Linked DNA regions of Zea mays: all the other regions are linked to region 2. A link is a contact called in public Hi-C data. All regions are on one chromosome and are shown on one strand. Each heading gives the region's core, a stretch centred on a gene start, on an enhancer-like site or on the middle of the called end of the contact. The rest is flanking DNA. Distances are from core to core; before and after follow the strand shown. Region 1 holds the start of LOC100280413. Region 2 holds the start of LOC100274026. Region 3 holds the start of LOC100283194.

Region 1 (3,282 bases), core at 118-2,617, 240 kb after region 2:
GAATACATGGTCATCCAAACTGACCTTCTCCCATTTTTGCATTGATCTTATCTGCAAGCATAGAAAAGAATCAATAAGAACCAACCATGGAAACAGATTTGCATTGGCAACAAGAGACGCTGATGGCAGATAATTACAGCGAGATGTGAGATTATCTCCAACAGCAAAAACATAATGCCCATTCTTGTCATCTTCTCTCAGAGGAGGGGAACCATCATGAGGCTGCTCTTGGTTGACTTGAGAAGAAACACAACCTGAAGATAGGCCCAACACTGCAGCACTGAAGGCATTCACAACTTCTTGTCCACAAAGTGCAAACTGAACATGGAGAGACAAACCAATAAATTTTCCAATGAACTGAGTTATTAAGCAACCAAATCACCAAAGCATCATGCCGCAGCCGGTTTATACAATAGCAATATAGAAAGGGAAGTGTTTCATGTCTCAAAACATTGTGCAAAATCATTAACAAGTACATAAGTTCTTATGGCACAGCGGTGACTACATAAAACTGCTTGTAACAATAAATGAATAATTTACTTTAATCCTATAGTTCCTAAATTAACATCTACAGAGCACAACACAGGACAGACAGATTATTGGGTTTTTTTTAAGGTGGTGCTCTCGGTTTTGCTGGTGTGCTCATTTTTACCCTTAGTCGTGTTTTTTTGCTCAGTTTTGCCCTTTGCCCTTCCAGTGCTATAGAAGGGAAGGGCAAAACTGAGAAAAAACACAACTAAGGGTAAAAATGGGCACACCAGCGAAACCGAGGGTACCAGCTTAAAAAACCATTATTATAAATACAAAAAAAGGTATAATAAATAATGAAAAATATATGATTGTACAGACTATAACATGACAATCCTAACAACAATATTGACCACCGGTCACCCATCACACGATGAATAAATCAACCACCTAACCCTAGCCATCATAAGCTGAACAAATCAACCACTTGACCCTAGCAATCGTATTAAATCTGCGAGTAATATGATAGATCGACAACAGAGCGAGTCAATCTACGGTTACCAGTACTGCTATTCTACAGATCCACTATTAACCCTAGAACAACAGCACCAAAACGCGCTGCGCGTGGAAAATCGACATCCCAAACAATAGATCGGCAAGGGAAACGGAGACTGTAAATGAGATTATACCTGATTCATCTCGGCGGGGCCGACGTCCCAACCAAGCCGCGGCCGCGTAACCTGATACATCTCGGCGGGAACGACGTCCCACCCGAGCCGCTGCCGCTTGCGCGGTCGGCTGTCCAGCGTCGCGAGGGGCATATCGGTGACGCACTCCATCGTTCCCTCGAATCGGAGAGGCGAGGCAAAGAGTTGGCGGTGGCTGGATTGGTCTCGGCGTGGAGGCGAGAAACACGATTGATTCCGATGCGCTAACCCTAGCGGCCCCCGCCCTTTATGGCGAGGCGAGAGGGTGGTGGCGATAGGATCGGACACGAGCATACGGTGCTCGTGTATACCCAAAAACTAGCTGTGTCGCTGACGCTTTCGGTGGTAGTGGTTGGGTCCAGGCCCCATTGAAAAGCATTGGCCTACATGTCAGTGGATATTTATGAGAGCGTTGGCAAGCGCATCGGTGACAGAGGTTGCGTCTCTCGCGGGGAGTGGACCGCTCGTTGTGTATCCATTGCGAATCCTTTTGCCAGAGCGTCCAGCGAACTCGTTTGCTTGGGAGATATTTGCGATTTTGTGCGGCCTGCGGAGATACGTATTAGGTTTTCTTCAATGGACCTGGGGTTATGTTTGTTTCATCTCGTGCCACTAAAACGGGTGCGGACTATTAAACACTTAGCTTTTTAGTACGTTTTTATAATAATCAATTTAGTAAAAATCATATAAAACTAACATAAACACGTATTGAGCCAAATTGTTATAATAATAAGAATCTATCATTTTCTAATTTAATCATATACTACTCTATAAGACAATAGTGTAGACGTACACACACATTTTGGTGCACGGTTCTGCCTGCAGTCGTCCGCTCTCTCTCGCGCCCCCGACGCCCCGCGCATGGAAGGTCCGACCCCGCTCGCATCGCCATCCCCGCTCGGCTGCTCCTAGGAAGGAAGGGTGTCGTGCCCCACGCATGGAAGGTCCGACCCCGCCCGCATCGCTATCCCCGCGCGCCATCCCCGCTCGACTGCTCCAAGGAAGGAAGGGCATCGTGTGGAGGACCCGCCCCGCTCTCTGCACCCTCGACGCCCCGCCATCATGGAAGGTCCGACCCCGCCATCGCCATCCCTGCGCGCCTGCCCATCCCCGCATCACGCCCGGGAGGTACGCAGCCCCGTCCACTATTCCTCCGCCCCTGTCATCCCAACACCCCGGCCCAATCCACACCTTCTCCACGCTGCTATAAAAACCCCCTGTGCCCGCCATGCCCCCGCCTCGCCTTCCCCTCCATGCAGACGCATAGCCGCGGTGGTGCCGGCCGTCTCGGAGGCAGAAACTGCAATGCACCCCTTGTGTTTGAATAATTGTCTGTGTCATGTGCCAGAAGGAAGACCTAGGGTGCTATAAATGAGATTAATCATTACAAAAATAATCAGTCGGAGAGCATTTCAATGAGAGGAGGTGCATGCGATATTCGTAATTCACCTTGTGTTTATGTGATTTCTCTCTGCATATTTCTTTCTATATATCATTGCAGAATCAAAATCAGTGGGAAACTGAGAATCAAGAAAGGCAGGCATTTCAGCTCTTTCTGTACCCAAGCAGTACAGTTCTAGCACTAAACAATCATCTGGGAACAAGTTTCAAAGCATCAGCAGCGGAAGAGTTGCCCCATGGCTTGAGACTGGTGATGCAGTGGGTAATACTCATCTGATACTCTGAAGTCTTTCTGGTCCATATTGCACAGTTCCCTCTATGTTTCATGTTTGGATGAGTTTTGCTCTTGCCTGTTTTCTTCATTTAGTGAAAAATCGGGAATGGATACATAGAAATCAGGGAGAATTATGCTAACTTTTGAGTTCCTTTACTGTGATCCAATTATCGCTTATTAATTTCTCTCTGTATATGCAATCCACCAGCAAGTATGTACTTAGAATCAAGGGGAGAGGCTCGTGATTTTGCCAGGGTCCGGAATACCTGCTTTGAGCAGGTAAGCACTATAGCATTATGGATACTGAAGTCTACATTTGCAATTTACTTTACCTGTTCGATGAGGTCCATTTTTTTCATGAATAGAGTCCACTATCTGTAACATACTGTTTTTAAATTTGGTATATCTTATGAGTTGCTAAGGTATTCACAT
Region 2 (3,210 bases), core at 597-3,096:
GCGATTCGACCGACAATGTTATACGGTGCTGAATGTTGGCCGACAAAAAGGCGACATGTCCAACAACTGAGTGTAGCAAAAATGCGTATGTTATAGAAGAGATAGAGTCTGAAACGAAGATATCCAAGATAGGGTCGAGGTGGCACCAATTGAGGAGAAATTGATTCAACATTGGTTGAGATGGTTTGGACATGTACAAAGGAGATCTCCTGAGGCGCCAATACGTAGAGGGGTTTTAGAGCGAGTCGATAATGTAAAAAGAGGCAGGGCTTGGCTTAAAATGACTTGGGACGAGGCGGTTAAAAGAGATCTTAAGGAAGCATAGGGACGCTTGGAGACTAGCAATCAATGTGCCCAAACCATGATCTTTGTCTTTTTTCCCCTACTTACCCTTAACTCCACTGTCTTTATTTTACCCTTTCGGTCTTTTTTCCTATCCTTGTTTGTTGTGGGTTTCATCTCTAGCCTATCCCAACTTGTTTGGGACAAAAGGCTATGTTGTTGTTGTTGCACTGTTTCCATACCATTAAGAATGACAGGGATAGCAATAACATGCACCCTTCACAAACATCCAATAGCTTTATAAAAGATCTAAATAAACTATAAGTGTCTCTCACTTGACTTCGGGCTACACTTAAGTAAGTCACCATGAAATGCTGTATCACTATCAACTATCCAATGGCACCAATATCTAAACCTCATATTCACAGCAGGTAGATCAGCTTGCTGGACACATAATAAATGAACTGACAAAAACGCAGCAGGTTTTTCCATAACAAATGCAGAAACACATTGGTTTCTCAGCTGAATGTCCAAATGCACCAGTTACTATATTTCAAGATTCAACCATCAACCTGCCAAACAGAAACACTAAACAAGTATACTAAGCATGTCAATCTACCTATGGCCACCCAAAAAGATTGCAGATTAATTTTCCCAAATAAAATAAATAAGATTGCAGATTCAACATCCTGATGAAATTCGATCATCATGCTTGTGTTCACCAGCTAGTCTGGAGACTGGGTGTGTATAACTCTACCAGCAATTAGACCAGTAGGTTCAGTAACGTTGTCACAGTATCTATAAGCTTAGCACATTTAGCCGTATGCACATATTAGCTGGCCTGCCAGCGTGCCACACACTGCATTATTACTTGTAGAGCAATACATGGAATTCTCCATACCTTGAGACTCTCCACGACGCCAGGAACGACCTCATGCTCGAGCCCCGAGTACTCGCCCTCACTGTTCTCCCGAATGACGACGATGTCCACGTTGTCGTGCCTGGTAGGCAGGCCAGGGAGGTTGAAACAGTTGACGAGCGCGGCGTAGAGGTCGAGCTCCTTCCGGAGCTGCACGTTGAGGGAGGACACACCACCGCCTACGGGGGTGGCGAGGCCGCCCTTGAGGCAGACCTTGTTGCGGCGGATGGACTCGATGACCTCGGCGGGGACCGTGGGCATGTCGCCGTGGACCTCGTACGTCTCGAAATAGACCGGCGCGTGCATCGCCTCCATCACCTGCCGCACGGCGCCCGTGACGAGGGGCCCGATGCCGTCGCCCGGGATGAGGGTGACGCCGCGCGGAGCGCCGTCCCCCGGGCGGGGCATGTAGGTGACGGTGCGGCGGGATACGGCGTCGGCTAGGGGAGTGGGGAGGGAAGGTGACGGGGCGAGAAGGCGGCGTAGGAGAGGGGTCGACCGCCGCGCCATGGTCGCGGGCTGGGCCGCTAGGGTTCCAGGGTGGATGCGATCGGGAGTGGGAGAGGGAGGACGAAGGCTGCGGCAGCGACCAGCGACGATACCCGAGACAGGGACGAGCTTTTTACTATTTTGTCACTATGAAACGATGGCTTCTCTGTAATGTCATGTTCGCCACATACTTCTCTAAAACGTTTCTCTCAGCTGCTGGACTTCTCTCAAATGTCATTATACACTGTCTCTCAGCTTCTAATGAACCAACAGGTACATAAAATGTCTATTTTGTCCCTGACTTCTCTCAAACAATATTTAACATACAACCTGTCATATATTTAACACAAAATGAGCTGAAAACAACAAAAATAGAATTTGGGCAACTACATAGCATTCATCCATTGATCATAAGTATAATTAGCATCCATATGAGTGTATTGGGCATTATAATTACAAAATAAGGGCACATCCAAGTTGCATGAGTGCACATCAGAGTTGCAAAATAAATGCACTTTAGTGCACATCATAGTTACAAAATAACCTCACACGTCAAGAACCAACACTAGTTTCACTTCTAACATGTCAGATATCTAAGCTTCTTTTTGCTCTTTTTGGAGTCATCTTCTTCGTGAGTGTACTAGGTTGTACAGTTGGAGGAGAAATATCCTGAGATGCTCCTTCTTCCATCAACAAAGCAAGACGTCTACACATGTAACATTTTATCTTTCAAAGTTGTACCCATGAAAACTAATTATGCATGAACAGAACTAGTAAAATTTCTTACCCTCTTGTCACAATTCCAGGACTCTCTTGCATGATTTGCTCCCTTGTTGGAACAGGACTACCTGGTAACAAATCTTTAGGTGTCCATCCTTTGGTTGTGTTTTTTCTTATCTTTCTCTTCCTGCATTGGTAGAAATACTTAATAAAAATAAACAAGCTTAAGAAAATAATGAAAAAGTTACCTTTTCTTAGTTCCATTGAGCGAACATTTGTAGCTAGATTTCCTATGTCCAAACTCTCCACAACCAGAACATCGTGCTTTGCCTCTAATCATTTTTTTAGTCTTCTCATTCTCATTCTCAGATATATTTGGACCAGATTTTGATCCACCACTTCCACCTTCGAGACAACCTTTTATCCTATTTTTCTTTTGCCTCCCAACACTCCTTTTACTAAGTGGTGCAGCAATCTCAATTGGCAAGTCTAATTTAGGCCACTTGTCCTTGTGAGGAATTGGCTCAATCATTCTTGCATATGCATTTCTAAACTTCTGCACAGAGTAATATTCATGTACAAAGTCTTCCATTTTGACATCTCTAGCCTTTTGAGCTGTTATCAAGGCCAAAGCATGTTGACATGGCTTACCAGTGTGCTGCCACTCAAGACATGAACACTCATGCAATTGTGCCTTCACCACAAACCGATGGTTACAATTATCCCATACCTCAGCAGTAAAGTGGTCGTATTTAACAACAGATAAGTGTCCTAGTCCTCTAGTTTTGGCTCTCAATATT
Region 3 (3,315 bases), core at 433-2,932, 150 kb after region 2:
TATTCTTACTTAGAAACTGAATTGTTGATCTTATGAACCTGTGAATCAGAGACTAGGCAAACTAGTTAGTCTGAATGGTTGTGAGGGTCATCAAGCACCAAAAATATAAGAAATGGTTTAAGGCCATTTCCCTTTCACCCATCGTGGCCACTAGCCGTTGGCTAGCTGGGCACACCGGACTGGCCGGCGCTCCGCAAGGACGGTCCGGTGAATTATAGTCGATGCAAGCTAAAATTCTCGAGAGCAGCCTATTCGACGGACCATGCACTGAACTGTCCGGTGGGTGGCATCGAACTGTCCGGTGGGTGGCCGGTGCAGTGCAGACCAGTCCATCTTCTCCTTTTTAATCTAAGTCTCTTTTGCTCCTTTTGGCTTTACTTCATAAAGTCCCTAACACTTAGACAAGTATGATTAACACACAAAACATTTGAGTGAGTGTCTAGAGCTTACATTTTTCCCTTGATACCATATAGATTTGTATTTTGCCCTTTTCTAAGCTCAATTTGCTTTACGTTCCTATGCTCATTGTTCATGTTGGATGATGTTAGTCTTAATGTAATGTGTTGGTAGTTAATCACCAAAATAAAATAGAAGTGGCTCATTTCTTTTTCAGATACACATGTTCTTATGACTGATATTTATAAAGGGCACTTCTTTGCAATTCTAATGATTGATATTTTGCAGGTTTTATGCCATGCGGTTTAAATGAGGTAACCAGTCTAACACGCCGCTTGAAGAACATAGATATGTGCAGGTAATAAGCATTTACGAATAGTTTGTGTTACGTTGCAACGTACTGGCACCATACTAGTTTATCAAATATATAGCCGGAATCGTTTCCACCTATCAGTGGAGACGATAAATTTCGACGGTTACCGTCCAGTTCATGCTCGAGTCTCGCCTAATCTATCATCCATGCCATCTCGACATCCCCACGCTAAAGATGACCAAATGAGCTGTGTATGACGGGCCGGCCCGAATCACGACACATTTAATAGTGTCGGGTCAGGCCCGGCATGAGAGCCGTGTCGTGCTTGGACTGGTGCTTCGGCCCGTAATGCCAGTCCGGCCCGACACGATTATATTTTTTATTTTACAAAAAATAGTATACATATATTTAGATTTTATATTCACTATTTACAACAATCACATCGAAGTTCTACCAGTTAGCTTCATTTATGTAGCGTCTCTCAGCCTTGTTTCCTAACCTTGGTCCACGAGGGTGCGAGTTTATACCCTTCTCTCGCACTAGAATTTCACTACTTTCTAATTTAATCAGATAATTTGAACAGATTAACGGACCAACCTAACACGACTAACCACCGACGTGCCTAGACCGTGGTTGCTGCACGCGAGCCGGTGAGACATGACCCGATTAGGCCCTGTTTGGGAACAAAGTTTTTGAAAACCACAGTTTTTGAAATACTACAGTATACTTTAGTCATGACAATACCACAGTTTACAATACCGCAGTTTTGAAAACTGAGGTCCAGAGCTAAGTTTAGAATGCCTTAAAACAACTATAGTATTTGCAATATTTCAGTTTTGAAAACAGAGATTTTAGCTAGCTTGCCAAACACTATTCTATATATAATACTGCAGTATTTTCTCCCAAAACTGTGAAAAAACTTCACTCCCAAGCACCCCCTTAACTGTCGAGCCCGACCGGAGAGGCCGCCCCCATTGGACAACTGTACCCCACGCCCTCTCGCTGCGTTTCCCAGTTTCCCTTCTTTTAGATAAGCAGCGCAGACCCCTACCCTCGCTCGCGTCTCCCTATCCATTCCCAAATAATCCCCACCTCCCGCTGCTGCTCCGCCGCCCGCCATGGCCTCCCTCACCTCGGCGTCCACTTCACTCCTCTTCCCGCAGGCCTCCTCATCCAGGAGCCGCATCCGTCTCTCCACCCCCCTGGGCTTCTCCGCGCAGCCTGCGCGGCTGCGGAGCCAGGGGGCGGCAGTGGGCGCGCGGCGGCGCGGGCGCCTGCTGGTGGTGCGCGCGGCGAGGGGCAAGTTCGAGCGCACCAAACCACACGTCAACATAGGCACCATCGGCCATGTCGACCACGGAAAGACCACTCTCACCGCCGCGCTCACCATGGTGCTCGCCTCCGTCGGTGGCAGCGCGCCTAAGAAGTACGACGAGATCGACGCCGCCCCCGAGGAGCGCGCCCGCGGTATCACCATCAACACCGCCACCGTCGAGTACGAGACCGAGACCCGCCACTACGCACACGTCGACTGCCCCGGCCACGCCGACTATGTCAAGAATATGATCACCGGCGCTGCGCAGATGGACGGTGCCATCCTCGTCGTATCCGGTGCCGACGGGCCCATGCCGCAGACCAAAGAGCACATCCTCCTCGCCAAGCAAGTCGGTGTTCCCAAGATCGTTGTCTTCCTCAACAAGAAGGACATGGTCGACGACGAGGAGCTGCTCGAGCTCGTCGAGCTCGAGGTCCGCGAGCTGCTCAGCAACTACGAGTACGACGGCGACGACGTACCAATCGTCGCTGGCTCCGCCCTCAAGGCGCTCGAGGCTCTCATGGTCAACCCTGCCCTGAAGCGCGGCGACGATGAGTGGGTCGACTACATCTTCTCGTTGGTTGATAAAGTGGATTCCTATATTCCAGTCCCGCAGAGGCAGACTGACCTCCCGTTCTTGCTCGCTGTTGAAGATGTCTTCTCCATCACCGGTCGTGGTACAGTTGCCACTGGCCGTATAGAGCGTGGCACCGTCAAGATTGGTGACACAGTCGATATCGTCGGAATCCGGGACACCCGGAACTGCACGGTCACTGGTGTTGAGATGTTCCAGAAGACCATGGATGATGCCATGGCCGGAGACAATGTTGGGCTGCTGCTCCGTGGTATGCAGAAGGATGACATTGAAAGAGGCATGGTGCTGGCAAAGCCTGGCTCTATCACACCGCACACCAAGTTTGAGGCTGTTGTGTATGTGCTTAAGAAGGAAGAGGGTGGCCGACACTCACCTTTCTTCCCTGGTTACCGCCCACAGTTCTACATGCGGACAACTGATGTGACAGGGAGTGTGACTACGATTATGAATGACAAGGATGAGGAGGCGAAGATGTGCATGCCTGGTGACCGTATCAAAATGATTGTTCAGCTCATCCAGCCTGTTGCTTGTGAGCAGGGTATGAGGTTTGCTATCCGTGAGGGTGGTAAGACCGTTGGTGCCGGTGTCATCAACAAAATCATTGAGTAAACTGGATATAACATATCCACCATGAGAATTTTCCTTGTTTACTCAAAGCGACATGCTCCGTAGTTGTTATTATGTGGTGAGTTTTAG

Evidence for each region. Hi-C and Micro-C count contacts between places; a contact is called where the count stands out from the background.
Region 1: a Hi-C map of leaf shows a contact between it and region 2, with 8 times the contacts expected there. The contact joins the promoter of LOC100280413 here to the promoter of LOC100274026 in region 2. A contact is called at or near these places in 3 of 25 Hi-C or Micro-C datasets (ear, endosperm and leaf).
Region 3: a Hi-C map of endosperm shows a contact between it and region 2, with 3 times the contacts expected there. The contact joins the promoter of LOC100283194 here to the promoter of LOC100274026 in region 2. A contact is called at or near these places in 4 of 25 Hi-C or Micro-C datasets (ear, endosperm, leaf and 1 more).

Annotation. Positions count from the first base shown.
Region 1 is chr4:136,232,241-136,235,522 of Zm-B73-REFERENCE-NAM-5.0, forward strand. LOC100280413 reads right to left here and starts at 1,368. Exons shown (of 12, transcript NM_001361074.1): 1 at 1,158-1,368; 2 at 138-318; 3 at 25-51. The coding sequence starts at 1,307. It overlaps LOC103653715 (a long non-coding RNA gene), which reads left to right and starts at 2,035. Exons shown (of 3, transcript XR_002268777.2): 1 at 2,035-2,838; 2 at 3,059-3,129.
Region 2 is chr4:135,990,327-135,993,536 of Zm-B73-REFERENCE-NAM-5.0, forward strand. LOC100274026 reads right to left here and starts at 1,847. Exons shown (of 4, transcript NM_001148411.1): 1 at 1,184-1,847. The coding sequence starts at 1,711. LOC103653714 reads right to left here. Exons shown (of 4, transcript XR_004857824.1): 3 at 2,478-3,210; 4 at 2,063-2,396.
Region 3 is chr4:136,136,897-136,140,211 of Zm-B73-REFERENCE-NAM-5.0, forward strand. LOC100283194 reads left to right here and starts at 1,683. Exons shown (of 1, transcript NM_001156096.2): 1 at 1,683-3,315. The coding sequence starts at 1,828. The coding sequence ends at 3,228.